Regions from separate parts of the Sus scrofa genome. Here region 2 is linked to region 1. Evidence: chromatin contacts called from public Hi-C data. All regions are on one chromosome and are shown on one strand. Each heading gives the region's core, a stretch centred on a gene start, on an enhancer-like site or on the middle of the called end of the contact. The rest is flanking DNA. Distances are from core to core; before and after follow the strand shown. Region 1 holds the start of TCF4 (transcription factor 4). Region 2 has its middle 240 kb from the start of TCF4.

The links. Hi-C and Micro-C count contacts between places; a contact is called where the count stands out from the background.
Region 2: a Hi-C map of skeletal muscle shows a contact between it and region 1, with 7 times the contacts expected there. The contact joins the enhancer-like site here to the promoter of TCF4 in region 1. A contact is called at or near these places in 2 of 5 promoter capture datasets (fetal skeletal muscle and skeletal muscle), 7 of 47 Hi-C or Micro-C datasets (brain, embryonic fibroblasts, fetal heart ventricle and 3 more) and 1 of 2 datasets of contacts at active chromatin or transcription factors (skeletal muscle).

The regions. Positions count from the first base shown.
Region 1 is chr1:105,078,447-105,081,567 of Sscrofa11.1, forward strand. It overlaps TCF4 (transcription factor 4), which reads right to left and starts at 1,473. Exons shown (of 20, transcript XM_021093491.1): 1 at 913-1,473.
Region 2 is chr1:105,314,645-105,317,641 of Sscrofa11.1, forward strand. No RefSeq gene overlaps it. Among named protein-coding and RNA genes, the nearest start is that of TCF4, 240 kb to the left of the region's middle. Within about 2 kb of position 1,302, at least 11 of the 83 cell types and tissues checked have an H3K27ac peak or open chromatin away from gene starts, as enhancers often do. A contact at or near this core is called in fetal skeletal muscle and skeletal muscle, where this site is marked.

The DNA of each region.
Region 1 (3,121 bases), core at 223-2,722:
AAAAAAATCTCAACACCTCCCCCGCCTCGCAAAAGAAAAAAAAAAAAAAAATACAAACGAAATTTCATCGAGCACCTCATTTTCCCTCAGATCGTCAGTTACAATCTGAAGCCTGAACAGTTCAGTTTTTGCCCGTTTCATCCATCGGAGGCACTTTGAAATTTATTCGAGTTTACATCCCCTCACTTCTTTCTTTCTCTGACTCTCGTTCCCTCTCACTCACACATCCACACACACGGCAAAGCAAGTTTATACTAGGCTGCAAATACACGTGATGCAAAAAGACTTTGCCAAGAGGAACAATATTTTTCTTTTTCTAGATATAAACCAAGCCACATTTTGCTGGGGAGATTTTCATGTCGGTACTTCTGCGTTGGGGGCGAAACCTAAATTACATACTTTCTTTCCCCTCCCTGTAAAGTCACAGAATAGTATAACTGCTAACTTCGCCAAAAAATAAATAAATAAATAAAAGACAATTTTTGAGGGTTGGTGTTGTTTTGTTTTTACACTTGAGTTCCTAGGCACGCTAAGCCCTCGTTCGCCAGCACTTTAAGTTTTTAATTCAACATTTACCATTACAGGCCCTGCATGCTCTTAAAACATACTTTTTTTCACATCACTTTTTAGGATTAAAATTAAGCTGCACAAATCTATCGTTTCATAATAACAAACGTGCTTTATCAAGTATATCCAACATACGCTATTTTAACATGGGTTAAAACACACACTTTATAAACCCTGTTATTGCTAGAGGTGCGAGTACATACACAGAATGCATGCACACACTTTTTCTCATTGGCAATTATTTAATAGGTCGTTCCTTTTGTTTTAATTAAACACTGGGATCTACATTTTAAAAATTAAATTCAATTACAAACAGTTTACTCTGACAGCAAATTGTAACGTTACCTTAAATGGCCACAAATATTCTCACAATATTCCAAGGAAAGTGACTTTAAAAAGAGAGACAAAAATCTTCTGCAAGTACTTAGTATCTCACATGTGTATCCCCCAAAAAAGTATTTTAACTGGTACTCAGTTCTGCTCCAGGGATATCCACAAAATACAAGATTATGCACCTGGCTCTGGTTTTTGCATTTTCCACCATAAAACTGCAACAAAATTCCCTCCCCCCAAAAAGAAATCATTAAAAAAAAAAATCCGACAACTTTTTCTTATTGTTTATAAAAAATAGCAATACAGGATAGTTATGATTTTTCCTCAAACAAGTCTTGGTGGTGCTTTTTTTTCTTCTCCTCTTATAAAGTCTTAAACTTGTTCCAAGTTTAGAGGTGTCTCATCATCATCATCCTCCTCCTCCTCATCATCATCACCATTGACTCCCCTGTGGAGTCACATTGATAATAATAGGTTTCCCTGAAAGATACATTGTAATCCATTCACATCCGGGCACTGCGGGCTTATAAAGAGAAGGCGCTGCGGCCGCGGCTGCTCCTCCAGACAATGACTGGGGAGGGGCGGGGCGGGAGCGGGCGACCATAGAGTAGTAAACAGAGCGCCTAGAGAGGCGATCAAGATGGCGGCGCGTGCGGGCCACGCCTCCTCCGGAACGGGAGGTGGGTGGCTGGATTCAGGCCGGCGTCGCGCGTGAGGGCTGAACTGCCAGGGCTCCCGAGGCTGGAGCCATTCGCGGGCCCTGTGCTCCTGCGCGTTGCTTAAAGTTCCCGGTGCTTTCCCTTCTCAGTTCTTTGACTCCAAAGTGTAGTTTGCAAATCAATTAAGTAATTAAACTCTTTAAGACTTGCACAGAGGAGTCAGATACCCTGAGGGAGGATCGGGAAAGGGAGGCCGAGAGAGGCCACATCGGCCTCCCCAACGGAAAGGTCGAGCCTGGATCTCCTGCAAAGTGAAGCTGGTGCTCTTAGCGAGGCGTGGGTGACGCAGAAAGAGGCCACTGAGCCAAGTTGTAGCGCCTGGGCTTCGAGAGCAATGTGGGTCCTCTCCTGCAGGGCCCTCACCCTTTTTTCTAGGCACCCCCGGAAAAGTGAGAACTTTTCAAGTCCAGAAGTCTACTGGGAGAAGATGTTCCTTTACTCCCTTTAAACTGAGACCAGTTTTACCGTGACCCACTCCTTACTCAACGTGTAGTTCTGGCCCAGAGTTCTACCTTCTCTAGCCAGTTTTCTGGTCTGTGCAATGCAAATAACAAACGCCCGCTTTATGAATTTCCTACGACTTAGAAGGATAAAGATAGAGCCGCCCCGAAAGAAATCTTCCCTTTCCATCTCTAATTCCTCGCTAAACCAACTGATATCTCTAATCTAGCCCATGGGATTTGAAATGGAGATTACTCCAAAATAATAGCTTTTAGTCCTCCCACTGGAGAAATGCAAGTAATGATGACAGGTTAGCACTTACATGTTTACTATGTGCCAGACACTGTTCTAAGAATTTCTCAAATATTAGCTGTTTCAATCCTGAGAGTGACTCTGTGGAGTTTGTGCTACTACTTGACCCAGGGCCATTTAGGAAGTGGTACAAACTTGCCTAAATTACACAACTTTATTAAGTGATAGCGCCCACCTTGGAAGGCAGGCTGTCTTCAATTAGAGTCAACATCCAGCCACATTCCTATACCATCTGGCAATGGGAACGTCCTAATCTCCATTTTCTGATGCAATGCAATTCTGTGCCAGTGACAAGAGTTCTGATCAATTTTCATGATCTTTTGTTCATATGCAAATTTTAGGGAACAAGAATTGGGGCATTTATAGGTTGTTTCCTGTCTCTTCACACACTGTGCAGATCTCTGTCTTTCCTACCCATTCCGTGTTCTTATCTTAAAATAAAATTTTACATTTAGACACTACTTTATGCTGCATTATCACAAGCACTATCTCTGATTCTCAGATTCTCTATCGGCTACACTGAGATGATGTAATCAAAATCACAAACGTTTGTTTAGGAGAAATATTCTACTGGCTCTACCTCTAATCAGCCCTGGGACCTAAGGCTTGATGTCAGTATCTTTTACTGTTAAATGCAGAGAACAGATTAGATAATCCCATAAGATTCCTTCTAGTTTCCAAATTTTAAGATTCCCCCTTCCCTTGAATTTCAAGAGGAATATATCCATCCAGAAATCAATGGGAGGAGC
Region 2 (2,997 bases), core at 52-2,551, 240 kb after region 1:
TATTGATTGTGGCTGGAAGCCTACAGGTGAAAGCCATTACTTAAGCCATGAACTTCAGTAACCCTTCCAGTTTAATCATCTGGGCCGGCTTAGCTACCAGATCTTTCTGCTGGGAGCAGTTCCACCATCCAGAAGGCCAATGCTGTTATTAACGTTGCTCAGAGCAAAGTTCTTTTGTTTTGTCTTTTCCATGTTCCAAACTGACAATAAGTGTAACTGACATCGGCTTAGGAAATAGAAAAAAGATGTAGGACTGTAGAACCGAAAGATATTTCTTTCCAACCCAAACGAGCTCTAAAAGCTCTTAAGGTGTTCAGTTGTCACTATTTTTTGCTATAAAAGGAATTTTTTCCCCTATCTTTTCAGTTTCCTTATTTTTCCAAGAAGTTAAACTTGGAAACACACTCGAGCATGGAGTAAAAGCCGCCGAACAAGTCTCTCCAGCTGCTAGGGCTGCTTTTGCAGCCATTCAATTAAGTCTCTTCCAGCCTTGAAAAGCTGCCTAATTTGGGCTTGGGTGTATGTGCCCTCCCCCTATCTGGTATTTTCTCTGCCACTGTTAGCAGGCATGGGGATCATGGCACAGAGCTGTACCCTGGGTGTTCCACATAATATCTGGACTCTGCATGCGCAGAACCTTTATCTTCTGTGGCATAAACTACATCAGCACCTCTGCCAGGGATGAGTGAGCAAGAGCCAAGGCTAAGAGGGATCTAATCCACCTGTCACACTGTCCCTGCAACTCCTCCAGCTTGTTGACAACACCACAGTCATTTTGAAAAGCCCTTAATACAGAAAGCCATTTGTTTCTTCTAAATGTACATTTAGACATAGGAGAAAGTAACATCTATCTTCAAAAATCACCAAGCAGACTATCCTGTGTCTTCCTACCATGCAGGCAACAGCTGCAGGGAAAATAGAATATTTTAAATAAGTTAGCAAAACAACCATCCCCTGGGGAGTCATGCTCTGCCTTAAGTATGTGAAACAAAGCACCTTAAAGGCTTAGTTTTATATCCATCTAAGTTATTTAGTTCCCAAGGACACTGTTCTCCACATCGAGGATGTGTGCCTGTGTGTATTTTTTTTTCCCTCTGAGAACTTTCTTTATTGAAGGTTTGCACGATGGTTCAGCGGAAATTGTGCAGCATCTTTCCTCAAACGGAGCTGCATTAATGTGCCAATGCCCTTTATTTAATGCACTTTAAAATTCTGACGCGCCTTTTAAAAAGTATGAGTTGTGTTGGGAGAGTCTAATCAGCGTTCCGCATGAACGGAAACGTGCTATTTTTGTAAGGGGAGTGCTGGAGTCGGGTTTTAGCATAAGGGTGTCTCTCTAGTACAGATGTCCGAAGACATCGGTGCGTTTTGATGCCCAAATCAACCAGCTAGAAATGTGACTTCTGCCAAAATTAGTCAGAGGAACTTCAGCCAATCATCCTTTAAGCAGTTTGGGACTGAAGGCTCTTAAGATGGTGGGGGAATCTTTAGAATTCTGCAGAGACTCAGGTTGGAGGGGCAAACTTTCTTTGCACTCTGGAGCATGCATCTACCCCGCAAGATGGATGCGGTGTGCCTGTAATGACTTCATACAGTTTTTTTGTTTGTTTGTTTTTAGAAATCTCTTGGGATCCTGTCGTTTGGGTTTGCTGATCTAATCCATTTCCTTCCTCTCAATCATGCACTCACCCTTCTCTCTCCGGACGTCTCTCTTTGGCTCTTGCCCCAGTTCCAATCAGCGTATCCTTTTGAAAAATGTTTCATTAAGGTTGGAGTTCCAAGGACATCACTCTCCCTCTTTGAATAAAACGTGCCCTCTTGTTTGAATGCAAACTGCCTGTGCCCTGACTGTACAATCAAAACAACGGGAAATACACCCAGTGCACTCAGGCAAAATTGGTGTGTGAGTCTCTTGGAAATATCTAGTAACAGGTGCAGTTGGATAGGCTGGCAAAGCATTCTGGTTTCATAACAATTACTAATAAGAAAATAAACGTTAGGTATGCATTATTAAAACATTTTTGTGATTTTTTTTCTACTAAAAAAACTCCCAAGCCTATCCAGTAACCAATTCTGTAGCATTCAAAAGCATAATAAGGAAAAAACATCTGACTCCGGCTCTCTCAGTTTAAGCACTCTTTTTTTCTATTTTAGCGAAATTCACATGTAGATATTTATTCTTGTAGAAAGAAAATATATGCAATTTTTACCCAAATCTTAGAAAATCTGTGTTATCCATCAAGTCGATAGGAAATTCTTCTAAGTCCTTCTTTTGATGATTGTACAATCATATGTATTACTGCGCTCTGAATCCTTAGGAATGTCAATTGTAATAAACCAGTGGGCATGCATCAGTATTTCCCTTCTTCATAAAAGTAAATGTTTATACATTATTTGGAGGGTTTTTGTTTTCTGTGAATAAGGGTTCTAGACAATCTTAGGACTGGTTTGAATGCACTTTGATAAGAAAAGCTGCTTTGCAATTCTTGGAGATTTTGAAAGCATCTATTAGGAAATTCTCATTTTACATTTGCTTTCATGCAGTCAGAAACCTACCTATAAACATGGAAACTTGATCATTTAATGTTGTTTGCTGTCTTTGTGCTATTTTGTAAACAACTTGCAGAAAAAAGGAAATAGTTTCCTTTTAAAACCAAAAGAAGAGCATACTAGTAACTACCCCAGCCCCTGTGACTTTGGATTTCTGCATATGAATTTGGTGCTCAAGTTTTGCTGCATCCCAAACCAAAACATCAGGTTGTGTATAAAAGAGGGGATGGCTATATTATAGAGATCTTTTGTAAGTTGAAACCCATAGAATTGGGGGGATGAAGTGTAAACATTTGAAATATGGCAGGAGAGTGAGGTAGTAAGGAAGAAGCAGGAAAAGCATGAAAGCAGGGGGGCAAGGAAGAAATCGATACACTTGAGCAAAAATGTTTAAGAGCCTTAAATTCTAATGAACATATTGAGTGGACTGCACAGCAATGTGAAGAT